3 separate regions of the Mus musculus genome follow, and regions 2 and 3 are each linked to region 1. Evidence: chromatin contacts called from public HiChIP or PLAC-seq and promoter capture Hi-C data. All regions are on one chromosome and are shown on one strand. Each heading gives the region's core, a stretch centred on a gene start, on an enhancer-like site or on the middle of the called end of the contact. The rest is flanking DNA. Distances are from core to core; before and after follow the strand shown. Region 1 holds the start of Tmem144 (transmembrane protein 144). Region 2 has its middle 7.5 kb from the start of Rapgef2. Region 3 overlaps 4921511C10Rik (RIKEN cDNA 4921511C10 gene).

The links. Promoter capture Hi-C pulls out the DNA fragments that hold promoters and counts their contacts. HiChIP or PLAC-seq counts read pairs in DNA pulled down with a chosen protein or histone mark.
Region 2: a contact with region 1 is called in an H3K4me3 HiChIP or PLAC-seq map of bone marrow-derived macrophages, with 4 times the contacts expected there. The contact joins the enhancer-like site here to the promoter of Tmem144 in region 1. A contact is called at or near these places in 3 of 39 promoter capture datasets (the HPC-7 cell line and pre-B cells) and 2 of 115 datasets of contacts at active chromatin or transcription factors (bone marrow-derived macrophages and differentiating embryonic stem cells).
Region 3: a promoter capture Hi-C map of liver shows a contact between it and region 1, with 2.2 times the contacts expected there. The contact joins the enhancer-like site here to the promoter of Tmem144 in region 1. A contact is called at or near these places in 4 of 39 promoter capture datasets (HPC-7-derived erythroid cells, hippocampal neurons, liver and 1 more), 2 of 484 Hi-C or Micro-C datasets (the G1E-ER4 cell line and the HPC-7 cell line), 2 of 115 datasets of contacts at active chromatin or transcription factors (bone marrow-derived macrophages and extraembryonic endoderm stem cells) and 1 of 9 other capture datasets (liver).

What each region holds. Positions count from the first base shown.
Region 1 is chr3:79,840,729-79,844,709 of GRCm38.p6, forward strand. Tmem144 (transmembrane protein 144) reads right to left here and starts at 2,181. Exons shown (of 12, transcript NM_001379543.1): 1 at 2,043-2,181.
Region 2 is chr3:79,151,295-79,155,275 of GRCm38.p6, forward strand. It overlaps a transcript of Rapgef2 not described here. Among named protein-coding and RNA genes, the nearest start is that of Rapgef2, 7.5 kb to the left of the region's middle. Within about 2 kb of position 1,862, at least 195 of the 459 cell types and tissues checked have an H3K27ac peak or open chromatin away from gene starts, as enhancers often do. A contact at or near this core is called in the HPC-7 cell line, bone marrow-derived macrophages and pre-B cells, where this site is marked.
Region 3 is chr3:79,232,420-79,236,400 of GRCm38.p6, forward strand. All of the region lies in intron 1 of 4921511C10Rik (RIKEN cDNA 4921511C10 gene), which reads left to right. It also overlaps a transcript of Rapgef2 not described here. Among named protein-coding and RNA genes, the nearest start is that of 4921511C10Rik, 21 kb to the left of the region's middle. Within about 2 kb of position 1,837, at least 79 of the 459 cell types and tissues checked have an H3K27ac peak or open chromatin away from gene starts, as enhancers often do. A contact at or near this core is called in the G1E-ER4 cell line, the HPC-7 cell line, bone marrow-derived macrophages and 1 more, where this site is marked.

The sequences.
Region 1 (3,981 bases), core at 931-3,430:
GTTCATGGCTCAAGAGTCTTTCCTAAGGTACAGACCAGTGATGGAGCATGTGCTTAATATGACTGGACACTGGGTTCACTCCCCGGCACAGGGCACACACAGGATGTTCATGCTGTATGCATGCATAAATAAATATCTATACCATCAATTTTTAAAAATGAAGATAAAAGATGATCTTGCAAAATCCAACCTCACCAGCAGTGTGGTTCAAACGGCAGCTTACAGAAGAGTACAAAGTCGGCAGGTAGACATCCCTGCTGTGCACTCTGGGAGCACCAAGTCGCACAAAGTAACTAACCTTTCAATACAATTATTCAGGTCAAGACAAGGAAAGAAATCAGGTCTTCAGCTAAATTATATTTTAAGTACTCAGTTGACGAAGGTGTCCATCAGCCAAGATTCTGATCCCTGCAAATTTAGAATTTTCTGTCACTGTAAAAAGTTCTATCAGATATCATTGCTACAAAAAAAGTTCTGGCTCTCTCAGTGAAGAAAAGAGGAATGTGGTATCAGGAAAGATCCTTGGCACATACCAACAGCCCCAGCACTTGGGAACCTGTGTAAAGACTTCTCTTTGTTCACTAAATAAATAGGACAGATAAAAAAATATCAGGGCTTTTAAATACGAGGCAGGAGATTCCATTTAGACCTAATAAATAAGCAAATAACTAACAGGACTTCTAAATATGAGGCAGGAGAGCTATTTGGAAAGCTGTCCTGGGACTTAAAATACAGGTTTAATAGCGAAGAAATCATTTTTTTTCCATTTTAATTAAAACAAGCAAAGCAAGTGCATGGCTAAGAGGACAGTGCCTAACCATTTAATGAGGTAGATTATTTTACAGAAAAGAAGGCTCCACTAAGGGGTATTGATGGGCAGCCACAGGTTTCAGCCTGAATTGGATGAATAATTAGTAGTGCTAATTAGAGCGCATGACCTCATTTGACTGCTGAATCAACTCCAGTCAGTTATTGCCTTAGATAAACGATGTTCGTTTACAGCACACGGCTCCAGAGCATTTCCAAAAGCACATGATCTAATTCCCTGTGAACCAACAATCCCAGACTGCCATAAGGAAGAGTCCATCTCGCGTTAAATCAGTGACATTTCTGTGGTAAAGAGAAGCATCATTACTTTACTGAACATGTATCCCCAACCCTTTTTTCGCACAAACCTAGCCCCAAATTATTCCTCTAAAAATCTTATTTTCAGTCTAGGTTGGTAGCAAGCTAACTTCCGGCACTCAGAAGGCAGAAGCAGGAAGATCTTTGAGATCATCGCCTGCTTGGTTTACATAGCTAGTTCCAGACCATCCAGGACAACACTAGTGTGACCCTGTCTTTAAAAAAGCAAGCAAGCAAACAAAATCCATTATTATTATTATTATTATTATTATTATTATATTTTTTAATAATACGGCATGCTCGGCAAACGCTCTGCTCAGCTATACCCGAACCCCGTTTTTACTTTGTTTGATTTGAGACAGTCTCGCCAAGCTTTTCTAGGCAGACTTTAAACTCGCTTCAGAGCTCAGTCAAGCTTTAAACTTGTGCTAGATCCCTCCCATTCATTTAAAATTTTTTCAAGTTTTAGTTAGACAATAGGACCATAAATATCACGTGGGTCAGGTAGCACGTGACCTGCCCACACGCGTTTACCTTAGACAGATTACCAACCAGGCAGCAGCTATCGAAATAGTTCGTATTTCTCCAAGGTAAAAGCTTTCAACATTCCGTGGAAAAGTCTCAAGTCCAAGGATTCTAAGGTTTACGTGTTAAGTATCCACTTAATATTTTATTAAGCTACATTCATTCTTTCTAAAAAATTTACTACTTTCGTTTCATTACTGGTATATCTGCTTTTTCTCCCGACTACTTTAAAGTTTTAAGCAGCTCCTCCCCTGCGTTTAAGATAGTGCCGGCGCTCGATCAATGCCGCCTGCTCTAGTTTAAAGATTTCATTTCTGGTTTCCTTTAATTTCCTCCAATCTGAGTGCAGCTTCGCCTGTCTCTGGGCTGACGTCACGAGTGCTGGCACTTACTTGCTCTGCGAGTTTTCCCGAGGAGCTGAAGGTTGCAGGGCGGCTCTCAGACCCAGGGGCACCTTAGACTCAGGTGACCTGGTGGGGTCTCACTGCGCTGACTCTTCCCTGGACGCGTGCGGACTTCCTGCCGGAATCTGAAGGGAGACCGGAGTCCCTCCCAGGCGGAGGCTCAGGACACCCTCCCAGCGGAGGGCTGGAGCTCAGTCAGGTGACTAAGGAGTCCTCAGGCCCTCTGTCAGTCAGCGAGTTAACTAGAGAGTGTCGTGCCCCCCCCCCCCCCCCCCCTTTAAAGAAGAGCTCGTTCAGTGAGTAGCAAGTCACCTTCTGCTAAACACCACACCTTTAATTGTGCAGTTTGTGGATGAGACAAAGCCGGAGCTACCTCACACAGTTACAAAATAAATGCTCATTCCATCCCGGTTTGCCTTTGTTGTTAGGCAATCTCTCCTAATTTGCACTCCCAACTCTCATTCCCCCTTTTTAAAGTTGAGACAGCTTATTCCGAAGTTGCCTAGACTGGCTTAACGCTCACTCCACAGCCCAAGTAGACTCTGTGATCCTCCTGCCTCAGCCTCCCATGTAGCTGGAATCATGAGCTTAGACAAATGTAAACAATTAATGTGTGCTACTGTAATGTGAACTAAATGCCTTTGTGGCTTGCTGGCACATTTCAGTAGACAAGGGAGGTGGCTTTATACAAATCCATACACTGGAGTTGCGGAAAATAAAGCTTGGCCCGGGAGGTAATTTCTTTGAAAATAGCTTCCAGGAAGCTTTCCTGTGAAACCAGGCTGTGCATCACGTTCCAGAGCAGTAGCTGTATCCCACCCCACCTAAAGAGCTGTAAGAATCAAGAGCAATGGACAGGAGTGCAGGCTTCGGACATCCGATTGAGATTCAGAGGTAAAAGCAACCACTAGCATATGATGTAGATTTACCTGCCTCTTCTGTAGCTGAAAACCACGTGTGTGTGTGTGTGTGTGTGTGACTGTGTGCGTGCGCGTGTGTGTGTATGTGTGCGCGCACGTCCATATGTGTGTCTGTGTGTGCGCTCGTGTGTGTGTGTGTGTGTGTGTGTGTGTGTGTTTGTGTGTGTGTGTGTTCATCTCTCTCTGTCTCCCTCTCTCCCTCTCTCCCTCTCTCTCTCTCTCTCTCTCTCTCTCTCTCTCTCTCTCTGTGCATGTGTTCGTGTGAGTGTGTGTGTGTGACTGTGTGCGTGTGTGTGTGCGTGCATGTGTGTGTATGTGTGCGCGCGCGTCCATATGTGTCTGTGTGCGCGCTCTTGTGTGTGTGTGTGTGTGTGTGTGTGTGTGTGTGTGTGTGTGTGACAGACCTCTCCTAGACAGCAAGGCTGTCTCTCTAGGCCGGATACTAGCACAGCAGAAGACACAGATGTGAACTTCAAGAAGAGGAAGTGCTAGGTCCTGGCCTAGTCTGAGTTTGAGGCAGGCAGGCCTCTTGGAGTGGATTAAGCTGACACCATCCACTATCTGGTCATGTGAGATTCACAAGAAAGAGAAGAAAAGTGGAGACGTTAGGAGATAAGGTTTCTTGAAAGGAAGCCTTGCTTTTCAACTCTACATCCATCAGAGAACTGCACTGGGAGGCAGAGTATCATGAAGAAAGAAAGAAGGTCATTTTCTTAAGAGAAATGATTAATTTAGTGATTGAAAAAATCGAGAAACTTCCTGTTTATGTGCACACATAAACAGGCAGAGATTTGCTTATTAAGTTTAACTTTATGTACTTTGCAATTAATTTCTTTAAATTTTTCCACATTAAATTAAGGTGTTTTGGCAACAACCATAATGTATATGCAGAGGACCTAACGCAGACCCATGGCAGGCTCTGTAATTGCCGGTTCAATCTCCGTGAGCCTCTATGAGCCCTGCTTAGTTGATTCTGTGGGCCGTGTTCTTGTGTTCCTCTGGTTCCT
Region 2 (3,981 bases), core at 612-3,111, 690 kb before region 1:
TAGCCTAGGTCAGTAGATGGGAGGCTGGAAGCTGAAGCCTTCAAGGCCTGGGCTTGCAGAAGATTAGATTACACAGAGGCTGGAAGCTTCCAGGCCTAGGCCTAGCAATAGTTAGACAGAAATGCTCTGGGTTCAGCCCAAGCCATGTACTCACAAAGCTTGGGCATGGCTCTCATCTCTTCTCATCCCTTTTCTGAGAAAATAAAGCACCATTTACAAATACTTAGGAGCACTGTACTGGCTAGTTTTGTGTCAACTTGACACAGCTGGAGTTATCACAGAGAAAGGAGCTTCAGTTGAGGAAATGCCTCCATGAGATCCAACTGTAAGGCATTTTCTCAATTAGTGATCAAGGGGGAAAGGCCCCTTGTGGGTGGGACCATCTCTGGGCTGGTAGACTTGGGTTCTATAAAAGAGCAGGCTGAGCAAGCCAGGTGAGGCAAGCCAATAAAGAACATCCCTCCATGGCCTCTGCAACAGCTCCTGCTTCCTGACCTGCTTGAGTTCCAGTCCTGACTTCCTTTGGTGATGAACAGCAGTATGGAAGTGTAAGCCAAATAAACCCTTTCCTCCCCAACTTGCTTCTTGGTCATGATGTTTGTGCAGGAATAGAAACCCTGACTAAGATAAGCACTTACAAAGGATACAGTTACAGTGGATGTGAGCATCAGAGGACTCACGACCACTCCTAACTCCAGTTCCAGGAGACCTCTTTTGCCTCCACATACACTTATACTCACATCGCACACGTAAACTAATGCAGTCGGGAACACACATGAGTCCTCACACTTTCTTCACACCCCTCCCCCAAAAGAAAAACTTCCAAAGAGGAAAAGTTGATTTGGTGGTGGAGGGTAGTACTGGAGATTGAACCTGGCCCCGCTTTGTACATGCTATGCATACACTCTACCACTGAGAAACATCCCAGGCCTCTTTTTACTTTTAAGAAATGGTTTCACATTTTACTATGTTTTTGTTTTATTTCTCGATCAATCTTAATGGTTTAAAAATAAAAATGTCACCCTAACAGATCTGTTTTACAAATGTTAAGTTTCTGTGTACAACTTTTCTAAGTGTGCAAATAAAAGAAGAGGAGGAAGAGGAAGAAGAGAAGGAGGAGGAGGAGGAAGAGAAGGAGGAGGAGGAGGAAGAGAAGGAGGAGGAGGAGGAAGAGAAGGAGGAGGAGGAGGAGGAGGAGGAAGATATGGTTTCAAGTTGCCCAAGATGAACCTGAATTTACTCTGTAATTCAGGGTAATCCTTGAATTTGCGCTCTTCCTGCCTTAGATTCCCAAGTAATTGAGACTATAGAGTTGAACCAACAGATCCCTTCTGATAAACCTTTTATATCTTAATCTTACATTTTCACGTGATCTATTTCATCCTTGAATATACTTCAGACTAGTCCTTCACATATCTCACTGGAAGTGCTCACAGAGTTAATCTATAAAATGGTGCTTCCAATTCATTATTAAAAATAACTTAATTATGATATAATACAAAAGAAGTCGGCACACTGCCTGACACCTAGAAAATGTTAACTACATATCTCAGTTGAATCTAAATTAAATGCAGGTTTTAAACCTCCTGGAGGCTGTGTTAGAATTCTCTAGTGGAGTACACATCAAGATGGCCCAGTCCTCGGCGACATACTCTGAAGGAATCTTTACTTTGGGTGGTTTCTCTCTTCAATAAATAAAACTTCCTGACAACAAACGATTTATGCTGCATGTGACTCATGATTGAGAAATTAGTGTAGCAACCAATGTGTAATTACTATGTTCCACAGTCATACACAGCACTGAAAAGAAAAAGGTTAAAAGATGACAAGGTGTGGAGCTGCAGAGAAACAGGAACAAAGCCCGTGAGTCACCAGAAATTGCGACACTGGACTTTCAGAAAGGCACTTATTTGAAAAGTGAGCAGACTCTAATAGCAGATTGAATAGGGCTTACTTCATTTCCTTGAACCTATTTTAAGAAAAGGCCAGACCTCAACCTTGCAGTGTTCAAGGATTCAGAGATGGAGTCCTTTAGCGCTGACTGAAAATGCCTCGGTGCCTCTTCTCAAGCAGAGCTCTCACACAGCACTTCCTGTTATAGCTCATAAAGCAACACTCCAAACATAGACAACTATACGCTCACTGCTAATGTGCTATAATGTAGTCCTCTGTGACTAATTCATTTGCATGAAGACAATGGGCTGCTAATGCTCCCTCATTTATTTAACAAAAACAGGAAATACTGCATTATGAACTATAGTATAGGTTAGCTGAGATCCTAGATCATCTGAGGATTTTATTTCTGATAATGATCCCAGAACTTGATATATTGTAGTTGTTGAAATAAAGCATAAACACCCAAAGGATTCCACTTGATGCTTTAAAACTAGAGTGTGAAGTTACTCCATCCTTTAACGTGAGGAAACAGACATAAATGGTTTGGTAACTATAAACAGAACTCATTTGCTCTTTAATAACATTAGGGGTCTTATATTGTGATAGGTAAAGAGTGTAATGAAACCCAAATTTCACACAGATGAACATAAAGAAGTGCACATAGAGAAGGAAAGAGTTAGGGAGGCAGACAGGGGCTCTCTAAAACTGATCTAGCCAAAACGTTCTGCATGTGTCAAGCATGATTCCTGGGAACCTACTGTAATTTCAGGGTCTATCGTCAGATATATGGAAGGCAGGAAGTTCTGCTGTGATCTGTGTTGAAGGGCTGTGTAATGACAGCAACCCAATCTAGCTATCCCATCCAGGGAGAGACAGTATGTACAGTTGTGTTCTAGTGGCAGAAAACTTTATTTAGGAAAACCTTAAGCTCAGTAGGTTTATGAAAGAGAATGCACTTACAGAAGGCTCTGCACAGTGGCTATACTAAAACAGGATGTGATTATCAACCAGAGCTAGCTTTGAGTTAGGGGTAGGGCGTGTGTCTACTTCTTCTCTCAGCTCTAGGACCCCATCTTGTGCAGCCCCATGAAGGCCCTGAACATGTCGACTCAGTCTCTGTGAACTCATGTGCCTCCGTTGTCTGTGTTCAGAGGCCTTGGTTCCTCTGTGTCCTCCAATCCCTCTGGCCACATATCCAGCTGTAGAGGCCAAAAAAAATGAATTCAGTGGCATCTCTGGAGGTTCTTTGTCTCATAATATTGTGTCAGGGTGTTTTGTTTTGTTTTAACCTTATAGGTACCTTTGGGTATATATTATGGCTTCTGGTTTTGTGTTTTTAGGGGAACTCCTGTATCTCTTCATCTATATGTGTTTCTCCTGCCTTTTTTTTTTTTTTTTTGACTCATTTTCCTCTACACATTTGTCTTATCCTACTTCTTTGGTTTTATTTTATCTTGTCTTATTTTATTATTATTCTTTAGAAGCCTATTTGTTTTCTAAGGAGAGACAGAAAGGGTCTGGTTCCAGATTTCATGGAAGTAGGGAGGGACTGGGAAGAGTTGAGAAAGGAGAAACCACAGTCAGAATATACTGTATCATGTAAAAAAAAAAAAAAAAAAAAAAAAAAAACTATTTTAAATAGAAGAAAAATAAAACAGAAAAAATAAAAACAATTCTTCATATTGAAATTTTAAATAAATATTTAAAGTAACAGAAAAGGAGAAAAATTCATTAAGAAGATCTATAATTTAAGCTAAAATTATGTGAGAGTAGGTTTCAGCTAAACATTAGGAAGATTTTCTTTTGGATTTTTTTTTTTTTTTTTTATGATTAGGTTTTACTATGTTGGCCAGGCTGCTACTGAAATCATATGTTCAAATAATCTTGATCCTCCTGCCTCAGCATGTGTTTACTATTTAGCCCTTTCCTAGAAGAAACAGTAACTGTTATGATTTCCCATGTTCTCACTTTGTAGTACACAGGAAGGTACAAGTCTGATGCATAGTATCTAAAGGAGTATCTCTCAGATATCAGAAATCATTGTAAGTAGAAATCTTAAGAGTGTAAATGATGGTGATAATATAA
Region 3 (3,981 bases), core at 587-3,086, 610 kb before region 1:
TGGGGAAGAAGAACGATATGATGAAAACATACATTATGAAAAAGTGTTTTGTTGTTTTGGGTTTTGTTTGCTTTTGGTTCGGCTTGGTTTGAGTTGGGAGGTTTTCTGTTTTTTGAGACAGGGTTTCTCTATGTAGCCTCAGCTGCTCTGGAACTCACTCTATAAGACAGACTAGCCTGGAATTCACAGAGATCCGCCTGCCAGTCTCCCAAGTGCTGAGAGCTGGATTAAAAGTGTGCACTACCACAGCTAGGCTATAAAAAAGTTTTCAAAAAAAATAAATCAACAAGGCTTTAGGCATATCCCATAAATATGTATAGTCATTTTGTATGTCAATTTTTAATTAAAAATTAAATATAACAAAGAAATTTTAAACTATAAATATAGATTAAAATACATAGAATGTTACCACCTATCATATTAGTGTATTTTCCTATTTCAAAATCTTCTAACTTGTGGATATTAGAGGGAAACACGCACCAAATGATTTATTTGAATGCTCCATAGGATGCACCGCTACCTTTACCTGTGTAAAGGAACACAGGATCCTTTATAATGAACCATCTAATTAGTTTCCTCACAACCAATAAAGGCTCAAGAAGACAACTAAAAATCAAATATTAATATAATTATTCATAGCTGGCTTTATGCAACTGACATCATATTAAGTAAATTTATACCACAGACCTTTCCCCCTCCCACGGAAAGGAAAAACTTCTTCAAGAAACACAGACAGCTCTTTATGTGAACTTTTCAAGCTTGCTGACTGGATTCCAATGTTAACATTTTCCCCAGCTTCTGGAATATTCTGTGCACTTCCATGTTTTAAAACTGTGCTTGAAACTAATGCAAAATAGCCAACTGCACTAAGCTATAATAGAGCCTGAACATGAATATTTTTAAAATCCTGGTATCCAGTTTAGTATTCCTATGCATTGATATTATGCTTAATTGATTATTTTTATAGGAATATCATGTCAATAGCTGAGCAAACTAACAATCAAGATACTGGTTTCAACCTTACTATTTAAAGCTATTAGTATTTAATATAGTATATCCTGAGGTTACATGAAAGGTGGCTTGTTTATTTATTTAAAAGAAAACTATATAACACACACCACACATCTACTGGATTCGAGATATTTTCCACAACAACTCTCTATGTATATAATAATCACTAAAGAGAAATATGTCAAAGTCAGTTATCTCAATCTTGTGGGCTGGCCTGCTCAGGCTCGCTCTCTCTCCCTCGCTCTCTCTCTCTCCCTCCCCCCCCCCCCCCCCCCGTAATATGCAAGACTGTTACTTTATATCTGCTACAGAAAATTTCTCAACATGAAACATTCTCATAGTCACTTCACCCAGTCACATTCTTTCATACTCTTGCATTGGTCATGTTCACCCCCTGTGGTCACGTACACCCTCTGCCCCCTTAGCCAAGAAAAAGAAGAAAGTTGTGATACATGTTGTAATTTTGTATCCAGCAAACTTGAAACTGAAGTTAGGGTATGAGGCCTCACATGTACTCCTGATGCTGTTCCAACTATGACACAATCTTTCAACAATCACTTTTGCAGGAAACTAAAATTAAGGCCATGCTCAGAAGCAGCAGTTTAGGAGGAAAAACAAGACCAATTACAACATCCCATCTGAAAAAAAAAAAGGCTGAAGTCCTGTATGAACTACCATATACCTTTAAAAAAACTAAGCAGCAATTTTACTGGCCTCAGATCCAGGGGCACACATCTTATCTGTCCTGACATCCGCCCCAACAGCCAGCCCCTCACATGATGTTGGTGGCGGTAATGTGTCCACTTGCTTTTCAGATTTTCAGATCCTCTTTGCTTTTCAGTAAAGCCTTGTTGGCAGTGTTTCAAACCGCACCGACTCCTTGTACACACAGTAAGCCCTCAAGACAAACGTGCCGAACCAACGAATCAAACGGGTCTTCTGATTCACTGAAAAAGGTCCATCTACAGATCTCACCACATTGCTGAAACAGATTAACTAAGCCCTAAGTTTTCTTAGCATGCCATAGTTTACTAAATTAGCTTAATTTCTGAGTAGAGTGAACATGGTTTTTTAAATCAAATTCTTTATTTTTCTTATCTAAGTCTAAATTATTTTCTGCAAAACGTTTTCTAGAAAATTAAAAATTAAATTTCTAACACTCTCCTGCACCTCACTGGAGTTTACATTGTTTCTTATTTGCTTTAGGCAATCAGCTCACCCCTCCCTCTACTGTAGTCGAAAGCAATTTGATACTTCATCAAGACAGTTACTCAACACAATTACCACAACTCACATACTTCTCTGACAATACAAGAATGTCACCAGGATCGTCTATCATCATATAAAGACTAACACATAATTGTATTGGAACCTGGCCCCCAAAACTGCAATTTGATATCTGTCATAATTTTAGAGAGCTGAGAAATAAATAAAATATAACAAAATATTAGAATAATTTTCATTTAACTCCATAAATAAAATAAGTGAACCACTTATTTTAAATTCTTACAAATTTTAGAGGTATGATTAGTGTAAAATTACCTTTTCTGAAGTAGAATGAGGAAAAAACAGAAAAATGTTTTAATTACAATTAAGCCCTTTATACAGCCCAACATGAGATACAGTGTCTATCAGAAATAATTTCCATTTGGAACTGATGACTGGGAGAGAGAAAAGAAGAAGCAACAGAAAGAAGACTATGAGTCCACACACAGACTTCCCATCCCTATTGTCCAATGGTGAAAACCTATTACAACAGATAACAAGATGGACCAAAGAAATGGACCAAGCCTGACAACCTGAGTTCTATCCCTGTGGCCCACATTGTAGAAGGAAAGAAACTCTTGTAAATTGTCCTCTGACTTTACATAAGCCATATAAGCCATGGTAGGTGGGAATGTCAGAGAGAGAGAGAGAGAGAGAGAGAGAGAGAGAGAGAGAGAGAGAGAGAGAGAGAGAGAGAGAGAGAGAACACAAAATGGAAGGGAGGAAGGAAAACTAAAGCAATTCCTTGAAGTGTGTGTGTGTGTGTATATGGTCCACTCTGAGCACTGGTAAGAAGGCTGAGCTTGGTTTGAGTCAGCTGAGTACAGCCCAGAGCTCTGTCCCTCATATGCTTTCTATTACTGACCTAACAAGAGTTCGGCTTTAGACATGGTGGTAAATCTAATGCTCACTAAACAAGGTCTTTGGGAGGATTAAACGAGAAAACTAGCCAGAACCTCAGATGCAGTTCTGATAGATGTGGCTGCAACTGTGGCTGGCATTTCGGTGGGCTCGAGAACCATGCTCATCAATGTGCAAAAGGAAACTGACATAAAGCATATAACTTTAACGTGAAACATGTTTCCCTGGAATTGGAAAACTATTTTTAATAACAGTTTTTACTGTTAGCATCAGTAAGGTAATTTTATACTAAGACTCACTATATTTTCCATGAACACTTAAAAGCATGTTAGGGATGTAATGCTGGGGCTATGACACTCCTGATCACATCAGCTGTAATTATCTGTTCAAGACCATCTCCACAATACATTGCCTATGGTGGATTCATGGGACCCACCCCTCCCTGAGAATACATTGATGGGGGATGAAAAGGCTTTTTCTTCAACAGTACGGGCACTGGTAGGGTCACACGAAAATAAAATGAAAACACACAACTGTTCAAGATGGGGTACAAATGAACAGTATACAGTGTTTACAGCTGCTTGTACGCTGTGTCCTCTGATATTTTCTCTTCGGAATTTTACAGTTTGTACTCTAAGAGACAACAAGCTTAGACTAGATCTAGAAGATAGTCTAAATTACCATGTATCTCAAGAGAAAGAAAACAGTTTGAACTCTATTAAAAGCAAAAACTAAGGCCCTTCAAAGAACACCATTCTTGTTTCTCAACCCAACCACATCACGGGTCAAATTTAATACATATGTAGATAAGCAATTACACATGGCTCTAGTTAACAAATTATT